2 separate regions of the Sus scrofa genome follow, and region 1 is linked to region 2. The links are chromatin contacts, called in public Hi-C maps. All regions are on one chromosome and are shown on one strand. The core of a region is the stretch at or near the end of the contact, and the rest is flanking DNA. Distances in the headings are between cores, read along the strand shown.

Evidence for each region. Hi-C and Micro-C count contacts between places; a contact is called where the count stands out from the background.
Region 1: a contact with region 2 is called in a Hi-C map of liver, with 2.3 times the contacts expected there. The contact joins the promoter of SMIM12 here to the promoter of GJB3 in region 2. A contact is called at or near these places in 1 of 5 promoter capture datasets (liver), 26 of 47 Hi-C or Micro-C datasets (adipose tissue, alveolar macrophages, embryonic fibroblasts and 13 more) and 1 of 2 datasets of contacts at active chromatin or transcription factors (skeletal muscle).

The regions. Positions count from the first base shown.
Region 1 is chr6:91,110,698-91,116,267 of Sscrofa11.1, forward strand. It overlaps SMIM12 (small integral membrane protein 12), which reads right to left and starts at 2,989. Exons shown (of 2, transcript XM_003362205.4): 1 at 2,788-2,989.
Region 2 is chr6:91,029,537-91,035,396 of Sscrofa11.1, forward strand. It overlaps GJB3 (gap junction beta-3 protein), which reads left to right and starts at 1,842. Exons shown (of 3, transcript XM_021095864.1): 1 at 1,842-2,450; 2 at 5,607-5,706.

The DNA of each region.
Region 1 (5,570 bases), core at 1,739-4,238, 82 kb after region 2:
ACCAACCCATTATACATACTCTCGACATATGACTTGAAAATTCTATGTTAAAAAACCACTGCACAACATACATGGGAAAAGAATCTGAAAAGGAATGAATATATGTATATCTATAACTGATTTACTTTGCTTTACACTTGAAACTAACACAACTTTCTAAGTCAACTATACGCCAACAAAATTTATTTAAAGAATAAAAATTAGGAGTTCCCATTGTGGCTCAGTAGTAACAAACCCAATTAGTATCCATGAGGATGCAGGTTCAATCCCTGGCCTTACTCAGTGGATTAAGGATCCAGAGTTACCATGAGCTGTGGTGTAGGCTGCAGATGAGGCTCAGATCTGGTGTTACTGTGGCTGTGGCACAGGCCAGCAGCTACAGCTCCAATTCAACCCCTAGCCTGGGAACCTCCACATGCTGAGGGTGTGGCCCTGAAAAGACAAAAGACAAAAAAAAATAAAAAAGAGAAAAAATTTTAAAATAAAAAATAAAAACCACTGCACAAGCCATGGCAGAAAAACAAAGAAGTGGAATGGCCCCATGGCTTCCTGAAATGAAGTAACACCAAAATAATGTAAAAACACACAAACTGGGTCTTGCCACTTAGTCTCAAACGATTATCATTATTAACAATTATCAAAGAAAAACAACTATTCACAATTCTAACAGTGATCACTCCATTTATTGAGCATTTCTTATATGCCAGACCTTGGGCCAAGCACATTGTATATACTCTTTCCTTTAACCCTATGTCCACTCTGTGATGTAGACAGCGTTACCAGAGGGTTAAGTAACTTGCTCCAAAGTCTCACCTGAAGGATCATTTCTTTTGTGCCCCTGTAGGTACTTCTCCAACTTGGCTATCTCCAGTCTAACGGGAACAATCAAAATCTCACCAAAGATAAGATGCGTTTCTTCCTCTCTCTTCAGTTCCAATTCTCAGCACTTTGGGAAACCAAGACTATATTGCACCATCAAGGAGAAAACTGCAGCAGCTCCAAGACTGCCCTCTGAGTCCCGGTCTCAGCGCCAGGCACCATGCTGGACAATTTACACACTGGTCATCATCTGATTTTCACAGCCCCTCTATGAGCTAGGAATTATTAGCCCAGGTTTCTCCTGAAGGCCACAAAGGCCCAGTGTCATTACCTTTACTTGCCCAAGATCACTAGAAGTGACATAGCCACTGATTTTGAACTCAGGCCTCTCCAACTGCAACACTTATGCTCCTTCTACTGGAAAGAACACACTGCAGAGGTAGACAGTTTCTGTCCAACTCCTGGACTTAAGGAGAGCTTCCACAGTTTTTTCCCAACAACCTAGCATTTCACTATCTAGAGGAGCCTCCCTTTTTCCAAACTTTAAGATTACACTCAGAGATCTGTGAAATTATATTTTGGAGTTGTTAAAAGAGGCACTCTTGGAAGTTCCCACTGTGGCTCAGTGGGTTAAGAACCCAACATAGTGTCTGTGATAATGCAAATTGGATCCCTGGCCTCACGTAGTAGGTTAAGGATCCTGCATTGTCATGGCTGTGGGTAGGCCTGCAGCTGCAGCTCAAATTAGACCTCTAGCCCGCAGTAGGGAAATTCCATATGCTACAAGTGTGGCTGTAAACAGAAAACAGAAAACAAAAAAACAAAAAGAGTCACCCTTGAAGTCAAACCTAATACTTCTCCATTTTCTTTCCTACCTTGTAAACAAGTTCTCTTCTAGCAAACACTTTCCCTCAACAGCCACTCTCCATTCAGATTTCCAATTTGTCTTAAAACATATGAAGCATGAGTCCACAACTAATATTATATCTCATGTGCAGTACAAGCTCTACCTCTGTCTACTGTTCACATTCTAATCATTCCCAAATAAATTAATCTACTCATTTATTCAACACTTATAACCACTTTCTCTGTGTCACACAGTGAGCCGGCCTACCCCATTTATTCCTATTTCTCTTCACGCTCCAAGAGGGCAAGGCTCAGGTTTGTGCGTCCCCACTGTGCCCTATCCATCCCCCACCGCTCCCACCCCTCCTGGCACTAAGTGTCAAAAAGTGTGTCGAATGAATGAGAGCTCAAGCAACTCATTAGTTTAAAACCACAGTAGTCATCCATCCACCCGCTTTCAAAAGGCGGCAGGAATACACAACTGGTATCTTTGCTGATTACATGAGACTAAATACTCTAACAAGTCATCCCCAGATTATCAAAACTAAAGAAGCAACTGTCTGGTAAACACCGTGACGCACAGTTCCAGCCCCGCACGGAGGGAGCCTGAGTGTCCGGGAAAGGTCAAACGGGTTGCCGGGAAACCCGCTCTTGTGCGGGAGTCCGGAGGCCCAGTGAGACGCGAAGCCGCAGTCCGAAATTTGAGGAATGCAGGGGAGAGGAGGGGAGACATGAGTGGGTAGAATTAATCCTGACGGTCACTCGCACCCAAAGCAGGTATGAAAACACAAAGAGGTCAGGGTTCAAGGGTCTGTCCTCCTCCTTCCTCTGGGTTCCCGGGCCCCTGCGCCGATCCCACCAGACTGACGGCCTCGTCAGCGTCCTTCTTCACTCACGTGCCTGAGGCCAAGAAGCCCCAGCCTCCGTGTCTGCAGGGCGCTGAGACTCCGACGCTGAGCCCCAGGAAGAGAGGGAGCCGTTAGGCCTGGCCAGGGCCGGAGCTGACGCTCGCCATCACCCCTCCCCTAACTCAGAGATCAAGGCCAGGAGCCGTCGTCATAGCAACAAGCGGCCCTGCAACAGCTCACGGGGGAAGGACTGCCCGCCGGGACGCTCGCTTACCTGCCCCGCAGCCCACACTCCTCCGTCGGGCTCCCGCCCTCCACTGGCGCGCCGGGAGCACCAACGTCGCCAATCCCAGGAACCCGCGGGGCCTCGCCCCGGGACCCCGCTCACCGGCGCCGGCTCCCTCGGAGCGCCGGGATTGGCTGAACTCCAGCCAAAGGACCGGGAAAGCTAGGCTACGCCGCGGGCCGCGCTGAGCTGAAATGGATACAGCGCCCCCTACCGGCTGGGAGGTTTCACAGTGACGTCACCACGGGCTTTCGCGCGGAGAAAGTGGAAGGTCATGCCTCCTTGTATTCAACGGATGTTTATTAGGCGTCTTCTAAGCCCTAGGTCTGGGCACAGAAAAATAAAAGACATAACCCTTGGCCTCAAGAAGGTCTCAGCAGAGTATAATGCAGAACTTTTAAGAATTCTTCTGATTTAGTCCAGTTTTCTAGCCATGTGACCTTGGGAACATTGTTAATCTGAGACTCCTTTCCCTTTTATTTAATTAATTATTTGTTTATTTATTTTTGTCTTTTTTGCCTTTTCTAGGGCCGATTCTGAGGTATATGGAGGTTCCCAGGCTAGGGGTCTAATCGGAGCTGTAGCCACTGGCCTATACCAGAGCCATGGCAACGCAGGATCCGGGATCCGAGCCACGTCTGCAACCTACACCACAGCTCACTGCAACGCCAGATCCTTAACCCACTGAGCAGGGCCAGGGATCGAACCCGCAACCTCATGGTTCCTAGTCGGATTCGTTAACCACTGAGCAACGAAGGGAACTCCCCTCCTTTCCCTTTTATGCATAAAGGTAATAACACCTATTTCAAGGATGTTGTGAGAGTTAGGTGAGATAATGTATGCAAAGTGCTGAGCCAGCACGTAGCAAGCAGGGAAATAAATGATACTACTGTTAGTATACAAATAATTGAAATATAGTAAAACCTAAGTTTTACCTGACCTCTCAGGTACAAGTATTCACTCTCTCCTCTGTGTCCCCACTGCACCTTGTACAGATGTCTGTTTTTATAGAAAATAACACCAAAGCTTAGTTCCGTAATGCCCACCCCCCCATCCCTGCACACCTAGCCCTGCTGTTCCATCCTTATTCCACTAGTCTCAGCCAGGCTTATCTGTCTTTCCTAACACATGCTAAACCCCTTCTACTTCCCCATGTGGACCAAACTGCTTTATATCTCTGTGCCCTTAGTTATGCTTTCTCATCTACCTGGAGCCCCCTTCCCACATTTATTTATTTATTTATTTATTTATTTATTTATTTATTTATTTATGCTTCTTAATCTTTAAGAGCTTCTTCCACGCCAGTGCCATGTGGAAGTTCTCTAGCCAGAGATAGAACCCTTGTCACAGCAGTGACCGGAGCCAGCTGCTGCAGTGACAACACCAGATCCTTAACCCACTACAAGGAAACGCCAACCACCTTTTTTTTTTTTTTTTTTTTTTTTTTTTTTTTTTTTTAATACAAAGTAGCTCTGGCTTTTTTTTTCAAGCTTTAGGGACACCTTGGTAGGAAGCCTCCTAGAGTGCATTATCATTTTAGATACACTTCCCCTGTGATCTCAATACTAAGATCTGACAGTGGAAGTGGAGAGAAAGGGACAAAGAATAAAGAAATGTGGGAGTTCCCACCGTGGCTCAGCAGAAATGAATCTGACTAGCGCTGTGGCTGTGGTGTAGGCCAGTGGCTGCAGCTCCACCTCAACCCCTAGCCTGAGAACTTCCATGTGCCCCAGGTGCGGCCCTAAAAAGCAAAAAAAAAAAAAAAAAAAAAAAAAAAAAGGAAATGTGTAGGGAAACCATTATCAGCAGAATTTGTCCTTTAGTCAAATATGTAGAGAGGAGAAGGGAACCAATTGCGTAGAATAACTAGTATTCAGTCAGCCAGTTAACGTATGCTAGGCAGTGGGGATGCAAAAATGTCTGGGACCATCTTTGCCCTCAGAAGTTGTCTGACTGACAGGGAGGGGTCCACAAAATGTCAAGAGAATGAGAAGTGTGATGACAAGAACACACGCAAGTAACACAGAAGAGGAGCCCCTGGAAAACTCAGGGAAGTCTCCCCAGAGGAACCTGCCCTTGAGTCTTAAGTGGTAGCTAGCAGTTTTGTTAGAACTGAATGGGGCTCCAGAGCACAGACTTAGGACTCAGAGTTGTGGGTTCAAATCCTGGCCCTGCCACCTGCTAATCTCAGGATAGCTGTTTACACACATTGTTTTTAAAAAGATAATAATAGTACTCACCTCCTTAGGTTGTTCTGTACTAAATCACCTAATGTGTATAAGATGCTTAGCACTTACTATATGTGGCACTTAACAGTATGTGGCACAGCCTAAGTGCTTAGTCCTGATCACCAGTATGTTTACTATTCCTCAAATGTATTCCTCCACCTGTAATGTCCTATGTCCATTTATGACATTACTTACTTACTAAGTCAAAAACCTGAGTGACATTTTCAAGGTCTCTGCATCTTTGCATTATTCCCTAGATCCTGGTTATAGCACCTATGCCTCTGAATGTCTCTCAAATTCATCCTTTTTTTTTTTTTTTTTTTTTTTTTTGGCCGAGCCTGTAGCATGTAGAAGTTCCCCAGCCATGGATCAAACCTGCACCACGGCAACAACCCAAGCTGCTGCAGTGACAACACCAGATCCTTAACCTGCTGCACCACAGGGAAGTCCTCCTCATCATTTCTTACCTGGACCACCTTGGCAACTCCTTCAGTGGTCTCATTGCTTTCCAATGCCTCCTCCAATCCACTTCTATTCTTTTGG
Region 2 (5,860 bases), core at 592-3,091:
CAATTGATTTTAGGAAAGGAAACAAATAACTGGAAGCCTGGTGGTCATGTGAGCAGCCTGGTGCATTTCAGGGAGCTCAGGGCTGGCACTAGAAGTGTGGGACTCAGCCCATGGATGGTGCTGGAAGCCCAGGACTGGGTGAGCTCACCCAGGAGAGAAGAGGCTGAGACCGGAATGTGAGGTCTCCGAGGGGCAAGGAAATTATGAGGGTGGCTGCCAAGGGAAGAAAGTGTTTTGAGAAGGAAGGAGTAGTCAGCTGTGTCAGGTGCTTCTGAAAGTGCAGGAGAATAGGGCAGGGTCAAGGTTGTTGGACTTGGCCCCTGGAGATCCAGGCGAGGAAGGGAGGAAGAAGTTTTGCTCTGAAATGCAGCAGAGCAAGAGGCAGCAGGGAACAGGCGGCAATACGGACCCCCCCCCAACACATAGGACACCATCATATTCACACATCTCCTCACACAGACACATGCAGAGAAGCACCCAGAACACCCCAGCACTGTTGTCTCAGCAATGATTTTTTTTTTCTTTTTATGGCCACACTTGTGGCATATGGGAGTGCCCGGGCTAGGGGTCGAATCAGAACTGAAGCTGCTGGCCTATGCCACAGCTTGAGGCAACATCAGATCCTTAACCCATTGAACAAGGCTGGGAATTGAACATGCATCCTCACAGAGACAACGCTGGGTTCTTAACCCCCTGAGCCACAATGGGAACTCCTCAGCAATGATTTTCAAAGCAAAAATGACCTCTGCAGGGGGAACCCTGTGGCTTTGCCCAATCCAGAAACTCAGCACAGCTGAGGCCTTCACAGCTGGCTCTGCTCCTACTTATCTGTGACAGTGGGCAAGTCTCCCAACTTCTGGGTGCCTCAGTTTTCTCATTCATAAAAGTAGGAAGGCTGGAGTTCCCGTCGTGGCGCAGTGGTTAACAAATCCGACTAGGAACCATGAGGTTGCGGGTTCGATCCCTGCCCTTGCTCAGTGGGTTAACGATCCGGCGTGGCCGTGAGCTGTGGTGTAGGTTGCAGACGCGGCTCGGATCCAGTGTTGCTATGGCCCTGGTGTAGGCCGGTGGCCACAGCTCCTATTCAACTCCTAGTCTGGGAACCTCCATATGCCGCGGGAGCGGCCCAAAGAAATAGCAAAAAGACAAAAAAAAAAAAAAAAAAAAAAAAAAAAGTAGGAAGGCTTATACCTTCCTCACTGGGCACTGTGACAACAAAATAAAGCCCGAGGGACAATGTCTGGCACAGATGTCTCCGAGCCCCCCCACCCCAACCCCCTGAAGTGTTAGTTTTCTACCCAGAGTAGTAGGTAGAGTGATGGTGTAATTGATCTTCCCAAGTTTGGGGGTACTTTTGAGAATTAAAGGGGTATTATTAATTACGCCAGGGCCACAGGCATAAGCCAGTACAAGCCTGGGAAAATGCCATGTACAGTCACTCTCCTGCTAACATCATCTCAGATGAGACAGGGAAGACTCAGTCCCTTTGGTGGCTAGGATTCCCAGGACTCCCCGGGAGGCCGGAAACCCTGGGAGTTCCCCGACCAGGCTGAGGCTCAAGGGCTCTCACTAGGTTCCTAGTCTGTTTGTTTACACTGGTAAATAAAAGAGTCCTTGTCCCCAGAGTCCAGTTCAGCCCAGCCCCGCCCAGCCCCAGACACACACACACACACATACACAAAACCGCCTCCCCCTGCAGGGGGTCTAAAGCCACAGGCTCCGCTCTTCCACCTCCCTCTTAACTCCCCCTCCCCGGCCTCGGTAGGATCTGCCCCTCTTAGTAGTTCCTGGCAACGACCTCCCCCCATTCCAGCCCTCGCCCCTGGACAAGGGATTCCCCCCCCCCACCAATCTCCTTTCCAGGTACAGCGCCTCTTCCTGCTGCCCCCTACCCTGGTTCTGCAAAGTGTGCATACCCCATTCGAGGACACCGAGTTTGAGCCAGGAACTAATGCGGGAGGGCAGCCGCCGGGAGTGTCCTCACGCAGAGTCGAGGCCAAGTGCTAGGCGGAGACAGTGACCCGCAGGGCGCTGACTGAGTCCCCGTGGTAACACGTGGGCGAGTCTTGATTGCAGCCCGTCCGGGGACCACTTGGCGCTTCGTTTAGAGCGCTTCACACCGCGAATCTCACTGGAGCCTTTGCCACAGCCCTGCCCAGGGCCACCGCTGCCCCCATTTCACACGCGAAGAAACCGAGGCTAAGGTTTCAAGCCCCGGAGTAGGTTGCCAGGGGACCGAGTGGCAGCGTTGCGGCTAGAACCAGACCCCCTGCGGCGGGCCAGCTCTCAAGCTCCTCCCCCGACCCTCCCTCCTCCACGCCGCCCCCGGGGTGTGCCTGACGCCACGCGTCTCGCCGCGACTACAGAGTCGCAGTTCGCACCCAGATCTCCTCTGCTGCGGGTCTCGAAGACTTGGGGTCCCGGCCCCCCCGCTGGCCTCGCCGCTGCGGGTAAGTGCGGGGCGCCCGCACCCCGACCCCGCGACCCGAGGCGGGGCTGGGGCTCGATCCTGCCTTCGGGTTAGGCTGAGACGGTGGGGTGAGAGGATGGGAGGCGGTGGAAGGACTCTCCCCCACCCCACTCCCCATCTGGCTTCTCACCCCTTGGTTCTGGGTGCGGTGGGCGCTCTAGCTGCGGAAGATTCCTGCAGAGTCCCTCCCACGTCCGCAAACAGCCAAGACGCCGGGAATCGACCAAGACTTTTGGGGGCCGGGGCCGGGGGAGGTGGGGGTGTTCCGAGGAGGGGGGGGCGGTGGGCATTACGGAGTGGTGATAAAAGCTGGGTGCGGCTTGGCTCCCTACCCCGACCCCCCGCCTCCCGACAGGCGAAAAGCGGATAGCTGGGAGCCGGTGTTGGGGGACTGCAGGGGGAACCAGAACCGGCTCCACCGGTCCCGGGCCAGGGCTTGGAGGGAAATTCTTTGCCAGTGAGTCCCTAGGGTGTGTCAGGCAGGACTAGGCAGACACGACTGGAAGGGAAGGTGGGGGCGAAAGAGGAGGTTGCCCCCAGGTGGGCCCTCCAGGGAGGGTGTCAGGTGGAAGCCCCTGTCAGGGCCCCTCTCCTCCCTGGGCTGTCCCGAGGAGGCTCCAACCTCCCCTGCAGGTTTCTTGAACTCTCACCAGGTGAGTGGCAGGCTGGGGAGGGAATGGTTTTTTATGATACTCAAGAAAGTAGGAATGATTTCCCTTTAGAGATAAGGAAAGAAAGTCAAGGAGATTAGGAAATCTTGGAAGTCACTCACGTAGAAGGGGTAGAGCTGAGTCTCCAATTCAACTGTGATCCTACTTTCTCTATACATCCCAGTGTCCCTCCGCAAAGGACAGGTCTTAGAAGGAGTGAGTAGCAAAGACACTTCCTCGCCTCCACCCCCACTGCATGTGGAAGTTTCCAGGCCAGGGATAGAACTGCAGGCACCTGAGCAAGAGCACAGACAACACAGGATCCTGAACCGTTAGGCCACCAGGAAACTCCAGACCCTTTTTTTTTGGGGGGGGGGTCTTTTTTGCCATTTCTTGGGCCGCTCCCGCAGCATACGGAGGTTCCCAGGCTAGGAGTCCAATCGGAGCTGTAGCCACCGGCCTATGCCAGAGCCACAGCAACACAGGATCTGAGCCGCGTCTGCAACCTACACCACAGCTCACGGCAACGCTGGATCCTTAACCCACTGATCGAGGCCAGGGATCGAACCCACAACCTCATGGTTCCTAGTCAGATCTGTTAACCACTGCGCCACAACAGGAACTCCACAGACACTTTTTTTAATACTAAGAATTGTATTGTGTGCTGCTGCCAGTGTATATATCACCCTTGTGAAACAGAAATTCATGAAATTCAGAAGTAGATGATTAAACAAATACTTTAATTCCCAATGGTGATTAAATTCTAGGAAGAAAACAAAGGGGATGGGAGCAGATTGACTGGGAGGGCAGGGACTTCCAGATCCAGGGTTATCTGGGGAGGCCTCTACAGAGAGGATGTTTCAGCAGAGCCCTCATTGATGAGAAGGAGCCAGCCATGCAAGGTTCTGGAGGAAGAGCATTCCAAGCAGCAGGAGTAATTACAAAGCCCCGGAGGCCCCCATCGTAGCCTGGGCATTGAGAGGCAGTGGTGCGGGGCGGAGGGGGGCGGGCATGTAAGAGCATAGGGTGAGAATGTAGAATCTGGGATTTCATTCTAAGTGTAATGTTAAGATAGGAGAAAGCTTTAAATAAGGGAGTCATGCGATCTGACTTAATGGACTCCAAGAGCCAACCAAGAGCCCACGGCATTAACAGAATGATGGTGGCCTGGAGCAGGGTGGTGGCAGTGGAAGGGTGAGAAGCAGTGGCCCAGGGGGTGGACCTGCAGGCATCATGCATGCTCAGAGTCACAGAGTAGCTGCAGGAGCACCCGAATGTACACATAAGCCCACACCTCTGCTGCATGCAGACACTAGGTGCACCGAGGCAGACCCACCAGTCCACTCCCTGAGTCAATCCAGGACTGGGAGGGAGGTGTGTGATCCGGCGACCTGAACGAAGCATGTTTCCCTTCACAGAGCCCGAGTATCCGGCATGGCTGTGGTGGCTGGAGCTCCCCCAGGATCTGGCACAGGGGAAGCGGAGAGGGGTGTCTGTAGATTTTTCCCTAGATCTGGTGTCCAAAGGAACCAGGGAAATACCCCCTGCTCGCACCCCCCAACCTGAACTGGGCTCCTAACTTCACCACCCACTCTGAGACCTTGGGGAGGGTCTTTCCCCCTCTCTAAGCCCTAGGTTCCTCTCTGTAGAATGGGCTTCATAAACACCAAGTTCACAGGACAGTAGCGAGGCACCAACAAGTTAATTTTGAGAACCTGGTCCAGGGCAGGCATCCAGCAGAGAAGGAGAGGAAGTGGTGGAAAGCCCAGCCCTGAATCCCAAGCTAGTTGTGTTTTTGTTTTGTTTTATTTGTCTTTTGTCTTTTTAGGGCCACACTCTCTGCATATGGAGGTCCCCAGGCTAGGGCTGGAATCAGAGCCGTAGCTGCCGCCCTACACCAAAACCACAGTAACAGGATCCAAGCCAAGTCTGTGACCTACGCCACAGCTCACAGCAATGCCGGATCCTTAACCACTAAAGGGGGCCAGGGATCAAACTCGCATCCTCATGGATACAAGTCAGGTTCGTTATAGCTGCACCATAATGGGAACTTCAAAGCTAGTTGTTTTGGTTTTTTGTTGTTGTTGCTGTTGTTTTTGCTTTTTAGGGCTGCACCCGAGGCATATGGAGGTTCCCAGGCTAGGGGTCCAATCAGAGCTGTAGCTGCCAGCCTATGCCATGGCCACAGCAACGCCAGATCCAAGCGCATCTGCAACCTACACCACAGCTCACGGCAACGCCAGATCCTTAACCCACTGAGCAAGGCCAGGGATCAAACCTGCATCCTCATGGATCCTAGTTGGGTTTGTTAACCACTGAGCCATGAAGGGAACTCCCAAAGTTAGTTTTAAATTAGTGACTTGACCTCTCAAGATTTCATAATGACTAGCCAGCAATTATTGAGCACGTACTATGTGTGCACAGAGTGTTTTGTAATTTGATTATTAGTTTCTTTTTCTTTTCTTCTTTTTTTTTAATCTGAGCAGCATCTCCGACCTATACCACAGCTCATCGCCATGCCACTGGATCCTTAACCCACTGAGCGAGGCCAGAGATCAAACGCACATCCTCATGGATACTCATCAGGTTTGTAACCCGCTGAGCCACAACTAATTATTAGTTTCTGCATCTGTCAATGAGATGCATAATTTTATCTGGCTCACAGGGTCCTTATAAGGTTTAAAGGAGATCCTTCACATAAAGTGTTTAGCTCCTTGCCTGGCTCATCATAAGTGCTTAG